Regions from separate parts of the Mus musculus genome. Here all the other regions are linked to region 3. Evidence: chromatin contacts called from public promoter capture Hi-C data. All regions are on one chromosome and are shown on one strand. The core of a region is the stretch at or near the end of the contact, and the rest is flanking DNA. Distances in the headings are between cores, read along the strand shown. Region 1 holds the start of Rock2 (Rho-associated coiled-coil containing protein kinase 2). Region 2 holds the start of E2f6 (E2F transcription factor 6). Region 3 holds the start of Kcnf1 (potassium voltage-gated channel, subfamily F, member 1). Region 4 overlaps Greb1 (gene regulated by estrogen in breast cancer protein).

Region 1 (2,700 bases), core at 26-2,525, 280 kb after region 3:
TCACAGAGTCACTAGGCTTCTCCTAGCAGAGCTCAGGTCTGACATGCTTTTTGGCACAGAATGCCTGATCACCCACCCTAAGTCTAGACCTCCAAAGCTAATAGCCGGAGTATCTTTTTTTTTTCCGACTTCTCCTCAGGGTACACGTTCACACCACTTTTTCCCATAAATGCAACTCTAGGTGCACACTAATCAAATTCGTTTGCCAAGCATAATCGCTTCCCTCAACACGACCAGAAGTATACCAGCATTCTACATGGCATTTATTGTAAATCGTGTTCTTTTCTTAACCGAGCTCCAGTTAGCTGCCTTTTCCAAGGCTCTTAATTTGGATTTTGAATGCTATGGGAAAGACAAGATGAAGGGGAGAGATTTATCCCATTCTACAATTCAGACTCATTTCTTGGCTTCAGAGCAACAATCTCCGGAAATTTAATTTACATAAATTCAAATGTACTAAATAGCTACTATGGAATGTCCAAGAGCAACTGAAAGCAGCAAACTTGAGCTAGCTGTGCGTTCCCAGCTTCCTGACGAGCTCTTTGTCGTGTGCCCCCGGTGGTACTCCCAATAGGAAGAGCGTCGGGTTTCTTTCTCCCTGGGTTTTCACCCTAGCTCCCACACTGCGTGACACTTTCAAATTGGGTAGCCCAGTGTAGGAAGCACAGCCAATCCTCCACCTTTCCGCCCCAAACCAACTGGGTAGGCGGGAAGGAGACCAGGGGTGTTTCCTCCCTGCGCGCTCCAAGAACGGGGGCGGCCGAGATGACACTCGCTCGGCAGGGAGGTGGACCCGAGAATCCCAGGTGGGGTCTCCACTCTGGAACCTGGGTCTCCAGCTCCCCGGGCAGCCGGAAGCGGGGCGGGTGGGCCGAGGGGGGACCAGGCAGGGCGGGGAGTTCCCTCCCTAGCCCGCACCTACCAGCAGACTCTCCACGTTGATGGGCGAGCGAGGGTCTCGGATGAGCGCCTCCAGCTTCCTCTGACGGCCGGCGCCCGCCCCGTCCCCCGGCGCGGTCTCGGGGGCGCCGGGCATTTTCCCCGTCGGCGGGGGCCGGCTCATGCCGCTTCGCCGGGCCTAGCGCCGCCCGCGGAACCTCCGCCCCGGCACGCCGCGCGCCGCTGTCTGAGGAGCCGCCCGGCCCGGCCGGGAGCAGCGAGGCACACGGCGTCCCCGCCCCTCAGCCGCACGCGCGCCGCCCGGCCCGTAGCGAGCTCGCCAGGACCCGGCGGGCGGGAGCGGGGAAGGGGCGCCCGCGCCGCACCACCCCGCCCTCGGGGCTCAGGCCGCTAGGGCCGTCGCCCGTCCACCCGCATATCGCCGCCGGCCGCCTCGCGCGCCCACACGCCCGCTCCCCTCACACGCAGTCGGAGCCGCGTCCCTACTCGGCCGCGCGCCGCCGCTACCCACAAGCCCCTCCGCCCGCGGTCGGCTGCGCGCGGCCCGGCCCCGCCCCGCCCACCCCGGCGCGGCCCCGCGGCACGCCCCGCCCCTGGCCTCCGGCCACGCCCCGCCACCGGGCTGAGCAGCCAGGCTTCTTTTCCGTTCCCGCCGCCTGGCTAGTCTCCCTGCCTCGTCGGGCCGGTTCGCGGGACTGGGAGGCGGGACGGATGGCAGCGCGGTGCCCCGTGGTCCCCGTCGTGTGTCCCACGTCGCCGGCCGGACCCAGAGGCCTAGTTGACGTCCGCGCCCCCCGCCCGCTGTGTCCCGCTGACTCAGCGCGCAGCTATGCAAGCCGCGCCGAACTGCTGCGCCCCGGGTCAGCGCCCTTCCCAGGCCTGGTGCGCCTGAGGCCTGCGCCTGGGGCTCCCAGGGGGCGGGGAGGCCGCGCCCCTAGCCCGCGCTAAGAGTGTGGGACTCGTTTGAATCCTGTTGAGTCCCGGAGCTGGGAGGCCTGGAGGAGTTGTTTCTGCCTCCGGGTCATAAATCCTAAACTCTCAGAAACCTTTGTGCCCTTCCCTGACCAAGGTGCCCGCCTGGCCTTAGACCTTAGACACTGGCCAGGCGGAGGGAACAGGAGGCAATAAGGAAGCGCTTCTGCATCCGCGGGGCCCTTGCTTTTGGAGAGTGAAAGAGAGGGGCTGCTTCTCCGCATTCCTGCCCTCTCCTTGCCCCCTAGCCATTGGTCAGATCCTCTCAGGGCGCAATCGGAAAACTATGTGCCAAGAGCTATAAAACTGTTCACAGAGCCCCTTTGACCCAGTAAGGCCATTTAAGGAAGTCCAAGTGTAAGGAAATGATCCGAAAAGAGGAGGACTTTGCGTGGAGATGTTTACAGCAGGGCTATTCAGAATGTTCGCAATGACCAAAACCCTGGGAGTGGACCCAATCTTCCAGCAGCTGAATAATCCAAACAAGCTCTTGTCATATTCACGGGAAGAATCCTACGGGTATTGCAAGCCGGTTGAGACTAGGGAAAATTTACCGGAAGTGAAAAAATGCAAAGGGGATTATGAACACTTTGAAATGAGCAGCTAAACAAGTGAGAGAACACACTTGCTCCTAACTGAATGGGATTTTCCCCCCACTTCTAAAGATGTCAAGTAGGGTGGTGGCCTCATAGGTCTTTAATGCCAGCTCTGGGGAGAGACAGAGGCAGGAGGGTTTGAGGCTAACCTAAGTCTAGAGAATGAGTCCCAGGACAACCAGAGCTACACAGAGAAAACTTGTCTTGAAAACAACAACAAAAAAATGCTAAA
Region 2 (2,830 bases), core at 305-2,804, 370 kb after region 3:
GTTTGGGAGTTACCTCGAGGCAACTAAAAATACCAGACTGGATAAGAAATCTAAGACTTTAGAAGACGTTATCTTCTGATAACCAAAAGTTAAGCGGTTTTCATTTAGAGCGTCTATCAAATCCTTAAAAAAAAAAAAAAACCTACCATGATCACAGGCCACAAGTTAGCAGTAGTGAGCGGTCACCTACATGAACAAACTGTAGAGAATCCTGGATGACACCCACGTGTCTGAAAAGGAAGGCGAAGGGGACAAGGGGACCCACCATGGCTGTCAAAAACACAACAAAGAGTTCTCAGCCAAAAGTGAGTGGTTAGTTATGACACAAGATAGGGTGTGAAACGAATACTGTAATTGACAAAACCATCAGTGACCTACGGATCTTATTTACAACAATCTTACCAAGTGCTTAGGACTAGAGTCCCCAGCACAGTGCTGGGTGGTAATGCAAGATCAGGTGGAAACTGAGCAGAAATTACTTAAAGAGAGAGAGAGAGAGAGAGAGAGAGGGAGAGAGAGAGAGAAGTTTGGGAAAGGCTGTCACTTGCAGTCATTCTGAGGGTCTTCCCAGTTTCCTCATTACCTAGCCCCAAGGCCAGACATCTCTGTACACACATCTCTGGGTCAGTTCTGACAAACTCTAAAAATAACTATCTCAAGGTTGCTCCAAGGAGTCAGACAAGACAATGCTCATGGCACAGGACCCGCCAGAATGGCTTGGATACAGCTTGCCTTGCTGAGAAAACAGCGATCAGGAGAAACGGACAAAGGAAGAATCCAGCAGGGACCCTGAGAAAGGTGGGAAGCACGGAACGGAGGGAACTTTCTCACTCTTTCATTTCCCCTGTCAGACAGCAAAGATGGACAGGCAAGATCGCCCAGTTGGTTAAGGCACTTGCCACCGAGCTTTACAAACTCTACCAGAGTTCCATCCCGCGAACCACAAGGCTGGAAGCATGGAACAGACTGCCCCAAGTTGCCTTCTAAACTCTACACGTGCCCCGTGGAATCCACGCGCTCGCGGCCCCCACCCCAACACAAAGTAAGAAAAATCCAATAGAAACATTTAAAAAGCAAAGGGCGGTTCAAGAATTGGGAGTTGCAGGGAGAGCCCCGGGGCAGCAAGCGACACTGTGCAGAGGGCCCGATGCAAGGAGCGCGTCCCACAGCACTTGACCTCCCGTGGCCCGGGTCCCCGCTCACCAGTAGGTTTTCCACGTTGATGGGGTCTCGGCAACGCCGGCGCACCGTTTCCTGCGCCGGGTCCACCAGCAGGCTGGGCTGTCTCCGCGCCGTCCGCTGCTGACTCATGCTGTCCCGCGCCCCTCGCGCCCCACGCGCCCTCCCGCCTTCCCCGGAGGCTCGGCGCGCGCGTTCCCGGCCCCTTCAGCGCCGCCCGCTCCACCCACGGAGCACTGCGGCTCCACCCACGAAGCGCCGCGGTCCCACTCGCGCAGCGATGAGCCCAGGCGCAGAGGGGGTCAGGGTAGGCTCGGAGGGGACCAGGGTGACCGCGGAGGCGCTCAGGTTCCCTGGCCGGCCATCTTTCCGCATGCGCAGTGCACCCGCGTTTGCACATGCGCAGCGCCGTCCGTTAGATCTCCCGCGCACACCGGTCCTCGCCCGCTGCCGACGCCCGGGTGTTCCGGAGGATGGATCCTTGGAGAGGATGGCGGCGGCGGGGGGTGGGGGTGTGTGTGGTGGGATGGGTTGGGGGAAGAAAAGAGGTGGAGCAGGGATTCCGGGGGATCGGAGCAGGCGCTCTCTAGTCCCAACCAGCGGACTGCAGGTTCTGAGTGCCCCGGGGCGATGATGGTGGGGCTCCCATCAGTCATCTAAAGGTGCTTAGCACATGCTCATGAAACAAGCCATCTTGGAGGGACCAGAAGGTGCAAGCTTCAAAGCCAAGCTCCACAGAGGCCCAGGCAGGGAGATCACGTGTTTGAATTCGAAGTCAGCTAAAGTTCGTAGTGAGAGTAGAATTTGTCCCAAAACCACAAACTTTACCCTCTATATCAGTTTTATTTTATTTTATTTTTGGTTTGGTTTTCCGAGACAGGGTTTCTCTGTGTAGCCGAACTCAGAAATCCGCCTGCCTCTGCCTCCCAAGTGGGATTAAAGGCGTGTACCACCACTGCCCGGCTCTGTATCAGTTTTTGATTACTTATTATTATATCAGGTATTGGGCTGGCTCAAGAAGATACTGTTTTGAATATAATAGACTGGATATCAGAATCCAATGGAGGAGAAAGATAAAACAGTTTAACGGGCTGGGAGAGGAGCACTGGCTAAGTTTAGGAGAACTTCCAGAGGACCTGAGTTCAATTCCCATCACCCACAGGGTGGCTCACAACCATATGTTACCTCCAGGCCCAGGGGGATTTAATGCTCTTTTTCTGGTCTCCACAGGCACCAGGCACGGACATGTTAACATGTTAGACAGTCATACATGTAGGCAAAACTTCTATGCACAGAAACTAAATTAGAAAGAGAAAAGAAAAGAGAAGTAAGTGACCTGGAGCCATAGGTATCTTTTCAAATTGTAAGGTCTTAAGCCAGTTTCTAAAAGTCGTTCTGTGCCTTAGTTTCTAAATTTGTAATGTGGAGAGTTCTTACTGATCGAAGTTACTAGCTTGTTCTCTCAAAAACCTGTCTCTGTAAAATTGCCCCAGTAAACTGCCACCTCCCTTTCTTAAGTAGCTTCTTTCCTGCCCTGTTCTCTTGTGAGTTGGGCATATCCTCTGACTCATTCTGTCAAATCTTTCTCTGATTCCTCACTTTGTCTGCCCTTAGTTAGATGCTACTTTTAAACATGTCTGCTTTCTTCTAA
Region 3 (2,700 bases), core at 8-2,507:
CTAAATGGAAATAAAATCAAAATTGTTAAAATATTTCCCTAATAAAAATTTGTGTACTGTATTCTACTGCATCTGACTTTTATATCACCCCATTAAAGAAAATACTGCTAGTGGCCCAGTATACCAGTTTCATGATTCATAAACAGGCATGGTCTTGAGCGGCTAAGAAATCCAGCTTACAGAACACATTTTAATGGTCTTTTTCAACAAGCAGTTTTAGAGTCACAGAAAATTTGTACAGAAAAATGCAGTTTCCCAGACCCTTGTCTCTACAGCTTCCCCCACAATCAGTACCCCCTCCCTCTACTGTCAACATCCCTGTAGGAGTGAAATGCTTGTCACAGTGGAGGAAATTCCAGGAATGGAGCATCTGTCATTACCCACATGGCCAAAGTGTCCTTTAGGACCCCCTCTTGCTTTTGTGCATCCTGTGGGTTTTGACAAGTGTGAATGACATGTTTGCCACCACACAATCAAACAGAATAGCTTAACTGTCCTATTCACCCCTCTTACTGGCTCTTCCTGTTCATCTCTCCAACTGTGTGTGTGTGTGTGTGTGTGTGTGTGTGTGTGTGTGTGTGTCAGTGTGTGTGTGTATGAGAGAATCCCTAGCCTAGGATAGCTTCCACCTCTAGAGGATAACCTTGAACTTCTGACCTTGCCCTCCTTTCCTAAGTGAGGGAAAGCTTGGATCATAGACCTCACCCCCACCTCACCCCCACCCCCACATCCCAAGCCCAGTTTATGTGGTACGGGATAACAAACACAGGGCCTTATGCATGCTAGGCAAAGGACTCTACCAAACTGAGCTACATCTCGGCCCAGCTTATGTTTTTAAATCCAATTCCAGGCCATAGCTAGATCCAGGGTTGATAACCCCGATGGTCAAGAACCTGGATTTGAACCAGAGATGTTCTCTGCCTCAGGAAAGATGAGAGGGAATATAGGGGCATCCAACTGGAAGAACTGATTTCTCTCAAAGTAGAGGGGGTTATGGGCACAGGGGTCATAGGAATCCAAGGCTCTGGGAGCTAATGGTGATGATGTTGTCCTGCTGGAAGCTAGCAGCTAGGCTAGCAGGAGAACCCTGGGTGAAGTGATGGCTAAGCTTTCCTCCCTTTTCATCTTGTGACCTGAAGCAATTTCCTCTTTATTGTGAAGGCTGGGACAAGTTGTGGTACAAGGTCACACCACCACCAGCAGGGCAGTGCTTAGGAGTGTCAAGGACTTATCCAGGGCCTACCGAAGCCTAGGACAGAAGGAGTGTGCCCAAGGAGTGCGCGGCTGCCCCTTGAGGGACTTGGTAAGCAACAGAGGTTCTCTTTCCTCTCTCACCTAGCTGGGCAGGAGGGATTTGGCAGCCTGAGCCGGGCTGGCCTTAAAGCTCTGGATCTTAACCTCTGAGCCCTCAGACTCAGCGGGTGGCGCCGGTGGCAGGGCGGCGGCAGCTGTGCAGGTCTGCCCAAGGGTTAACTCATTCCTGGGCAGCTGCAGCGCGTGCGGTGCGAAATCTCACCAGAAGAGGGTACAGTAGCAAAGCGTTTGACGTCAGGCTGGAATTCCTATTGTGTTTCGGACCCGCTCCGGCAAAGCCACTCCAAGTTAGCTCTCTATACAGCCCGGATCGCGCAGCTCTCGGGCTGACCCACCTCTGCCGCTCAACCGGGGAAGGAGGACGCTGCCTACGAGAAGAACCAAGTCCTGTCCCGGACCGAGCTGAAGGAGCCCGTGGGTGAGTGTCACCGGAGGCCACCGGCCGCAGAGTCCCCCGCCAGCGCTCCTGGATGCCCGCGTGCAGCCCCGCCACTGGGTGCATGGCTCCCTTGCGGCGCGCCCCAGCCTGCCTCCGCCCGCTGTGAGTGCCTTTTCCGGCAGGTGGTTGTTGTCCCCTAGGGCCTCGCATTGGCAGCGGCTGCGGCAGGGCTCATGGAACCGGGGCTTGCAAGCGAACCCGCGGGGAGCATGGACGCATCTGCTGAGCAAAGCCTCCCGGAGCCAGGCAGCCAGGACTCCGTGGCAGGCGAAGACATTGAGATCGTGGTAAATGTGGGGGGCGTGCGGCAGGTGCTCTACGGAGACCTGCTCAGCCAGTACCCTGAGACCCGGTTGGCAGAGCTCATCAACTGTTTGGCGGGGGGCTACGACACCATCTTCTCTCTGTGCGACGATTACGATCCGGGCAAGCGCGAATTCTACTTTGACCGGGACCCAGACGCGTTCAAGTGTGTCATTGAGGTATACTATTTCGGGGAGGTCCACATGAAGAAGGGCATTTGCCCCATCTGCTTCAAGAACGAGATGGACTTCTGGAAGGTGGACCTCAAATTCCTGGATGACTGTTGCAAGAGCCATCTGAGCGAGAAGCGCGAGGAGCTGGAGGAGATCGCGCGCAGGGTGCAGCTCATCTTGGACGACCTGGGTGTTGACGCTGCTGAGGGCCGCTGGCGCCGCTGCCAGAAGTGTGTCTGGAAGTTCCTAGAGAAGCCGGAGTCTTCATGCCCTGCGCGGGTGGTGGCGGTTCTATCCTTCCTGCTCATCCTTGTCTCCTCCGTGGTCATGTGCATGGGTACCATACCCGAGCTGCAAGTGGTGGACTCCGAAGGCAACCGCGTGGAGCACCCAACGCTGGAGAACGTAGAGACGGCTTGCATCGGCTGGTTCACTCTGGAGTACCTGCTGCGCCTCTTCTCATCGCCCAAC
Region 4 (2,700 bases), core at 161-2,660, 390 kb after region 3:
CTGTGCGGGTATTTGTATATGTATGTCTGTGTGTCTCTCTGTGTGTGTATCTATCATCTATCTGTGTGTATCTGTGTATCTCTGTATGCTTGTATATGTATGTCTGTGTGTGCATCTATAAGTGTGTTTGTGTAATATGCTTTTGATGTTAAATTAATAAGCTCTTTGACTAACTCTAGTTCACAAAAACATTCTATTATTTAAAGAACTGCATTCTGGTCACATGCTTTCTTTGAGTCTGTGGGCCTCTGGGAGTCAACTGTTGTTAAAGGTGCTGTGGTTTAGGTCCAGGTTCACTTCCTTGCTGGGTTGTTCCAGTACCGTTTGTTGGAAAAGCTTCCTCACCTCCGCTGAATTGCTTTCGAGCTGATTTCTAAGATGGTCAGAGTTGATCTTTCTTTGAACTGGAGGAGAGAGAAATTGACAGAGCACTGGGCTCCACCCCCAGCATAAACCGTGTGTATGGCGTATGCCTGTGAACTGGGCAGGCTGGAGGTGGAGGCAGGAAATCAGCAGTTCAAGAGCATCTTTGGCTACACAGAGGATTTGAGGCTAGCCTGGGCTACCCGAGCCCCTCGTCTCAAAAAAACCAAAGTTGTTGCTGTAGATGTGTTTTTAAGGTAACTCTAGGCATCCAGATAGCCATGAATACAGTCAGCTTTAGGACACTGTGAGTCAAGATTGTGCAGTAGCTGAGTGGGGATATGAGTCAGGGCAGACGGACTGGCTGTGCTGATGGCGTCTGGCAGCCTGCAGTATCCTAGGCTGATCTGGGGCACCCTGACCTGTAGGGTGAAGTTAACCTTGTGGTTGGTATGGGGCATGACCTGCCTGGGCTCCTTCAGGGACTGCCTTGCCTAAACTGCTGGCCAATTTTAGCTATCAGCTCCTATCAGACCTCCCCACCCACTGAAGAGGTTTGAGAAGTTGGGTTTAGAAACCTGGGTAGCCAATATGTGGAATTTAAATGCAGTCTGGGAAATGTGAGTTTCCATTTGTTAAGGATACTGATAACTTTAAAAAATGTTCTAATACACAGATGTGCTCACTGGAGAAATTAAGGAAAAAAATACAATTATGCAAACTGTATCTGAAATTTTCTTGTCCTGAAAAAATTCTTGTGAACCCTAAATTATTTTGGAAGAAATTATCTTTTTTTTTTTTTTTTTTTTTTTTTTTTTTTTGGCAATTCATTCCAAAACCCCTTTCTCAGTCCAGTTGAGTCATGGAAAGACAAAGCTAGTTTGGAAACAAAAATTCTCTCAATGGCTGAATCTGGAGAGAATTTTCAACATGGCTGGCCATGCTGCTGAATGAGGCCTTTGTGTGTGGGGGCAGAGGTCATACCAGAGAGCCCAGCAGTATTAAAAGGTGGGGAGCCTGGGGTCCGGCTGTGGCCAAAGCTGCAGAATGGGCTTTTGTTTCCCCTGGTCTGCTGTCCCAGGGAAGGCCGAGGACATCAAAGGCATGTCTACAGACTGTTATCTGGCCTCATCCTTTGCCCTGCCAGCACAAGGAGGTCTCCCTGTGGGGAGCCAGGGTGAGGGAGCCCTGAGCTAACACCCACTGTTAATTGTAGGCAGGGGTTGATCAACGACATTAGCATTTGCCAATTCTGTCCGGCTCTCTGATTTGTTTGGAGGAAAATATATTGATTTCTTTATCTGATTAAAAGATTGAAAAGCATTCTGTTCAGAATCAAAGATGATATGTGCTGGTGGCAGAAAATGTATAAGTGGAAGAGAAAGCAAAACAAGAAATAAATTCCTTTTTCTAGAGATAAGCACTGTCAGCATTTGGGGGCACCATCAATCTTTACACTTTTTTTGTTTGTTTTGGTGTGTGTGTGTGTGTGTGTGTGTGTGTGTGTGTGTGTGTGAGAGAGAGAGAGAGAGAGAGAGAGAGAGAGAGAGAGAGAGAGAGAGAGAGAGAGCATGTGTGTGTGTATACATGTGCACAAGCCATAGCAGGTCAGAGGACAACTTGGCACAGTTCTGTCCTACCATGTGGGTCCAAGCGTCAGTAGGATAGGCAGCAAGTGCCTTTACCCTCTGAATCATCTGGATGGCCATTGCTATTGTGTTGCTTTGTTTTATCTTGAGACAGGGTTTTACTAGGGCACAGAGAAATTGTAACCATTTTACCTAATAAATAACCATCTGTTACCTCAATGATACTTTTGAACAGTTCCTATAAGGGATAGGTGTAAATTTATAATATTTAGCAGTATATATTCACTATAATATAAATATAATGTAAATATTTGATTAAGCAGAGAAGACCACAATACAACTTCCATTTCTTCAAAGCCCAAATCTCATAATATAAAGAAATTATGTCAAAGAATATTTGATATCTGCAGCTATCAAAACGTGTGAAGTGGAATACTTACAGTAAGGACACAGAGAAAAGATGCCCCCCAGAGTGAGAAGGAAATGGTATCTAATGTGGAACAGCCTTTTAACATGGATGGTACAGTTAATCCCAGCACTCTGGAGTCAGAAGCAGGCAGATCTCTATGAGTTTGAAGCCAGTCTGGTCTACACAGTGAATTCCAGGCCAGCCAGGGCTATTCAGGGAGACTCTGACTCATAACTACAAAAGAACAACAAAGTGATCTGTGTTCTGACTGATGAGCAAGTACTGGGTGTACTTTTTCTCTTAAGTCTTCTACCAACTGGGGGCCCCTCTGGGAGAAAG

Evidence for each region. Promoter capture Hi-C pulls out the DNA fragments that hold promoters and counts their contacts.
Region 1: a contact with region 3 is called in a promoter capture Hi-C map of embryonic stem cells. The contact joins the promoter of Rock2 here to the promoter of Kcnf1 in region 3. A contact is called at or near these places in 6 of 39 promoter capture datasets (cranial neural crest, embryonic stem cells, hippocampal neurons and 2 more) and 1 of 484 Hi-C or Micro-C datasets (embryonic stem cells).
Region 2: a contact with region 3 is called in a promoter capture Hi-C map of embryonic stem cells, with 2.8 times the contacts expected there. The contact joins the promoter of E2f6 here to the promoter of Kcnf1 in region 3. A contact is called at or near these places in 12 of 39 promoter capture datasets (the 3T3-L1 cell line, the C10 cell line, the SN4741 cell line and 7 more), 10 of 484 Hi-C or Micro-C datasets (the C2C12 cell line, cortical neurons, embryonic fibroblasts and 3 more), 2 of 115 datasets of contacts at active chromatin or transcription factors (embryonic stem cells and forebrain) and 1 of 9 other capture datasets (adipose tissue).
Region 4: a contact with region 3 is called in a promoter capture Hi-C map of cranial neural crest. The contact joins the enhancer-like site here to the promoter of Kcnf1 in region 3. A contact is called at or near these places in 7 of 39 promoter capture datasets (the 3T3-L1 cell line, the C10 cell line, cranial neural crest and 4 more) and 1 of 115 datasets of contacts at active chromatin or transcription factors (forebrain).

What each region holds. Positions count from the first base shown.
Region 1 is chr12:16,893,553-16,896,252 of GRCm38.p6, reverse strand. It overlaps Rock2 (Rho-associated coiled-coil containing protein kinase 2), which reads right to left and starts at 1,275. Exons shown (of 33, transcript NM_009072.2): 1 at 923-1,275. The coding sequence starts at 1,063.
Region 2 is chr12:16,809,689-16,812,518 of GRCm38.p6, reverse strand. E2f6 (E2F transcription factor 6) reads right to left here and starts at 1,554. Exons shown (of 7, transcript NM_033270.2): 1 at 1,204-1,554. The coding sequence starts at 1,311.
Region 3 is chr12:17,175,445-17,178,144 of GRCm38.p6, reverse strand. Kcnf1 (potassium voltage-gated channel, subfamily F, member 1) reads left to right here and starts at 1,257. Exons shown (of 1, transcript NM_201531.4): 1 at 1,257-2,700. The coding sequence starts at 1,927.
Region 4 is chr12:16,788,696-16,791,395 of GRCm38.p6, reverse strand. The region is part of intron 1 of Greb1 (gene regulated by estrogen in breast cancer protein); the gene reads left to right. Among named protein-coding and RNA genes, the nearest start is that of Greb1, 11 kb to the left of the region's middle. Within about 2 kb of position 1,410, at least 77 of the 459 cell types and tissues checked have an H3K27ac peak or open chromatin away from gene starts, as enhancers often do.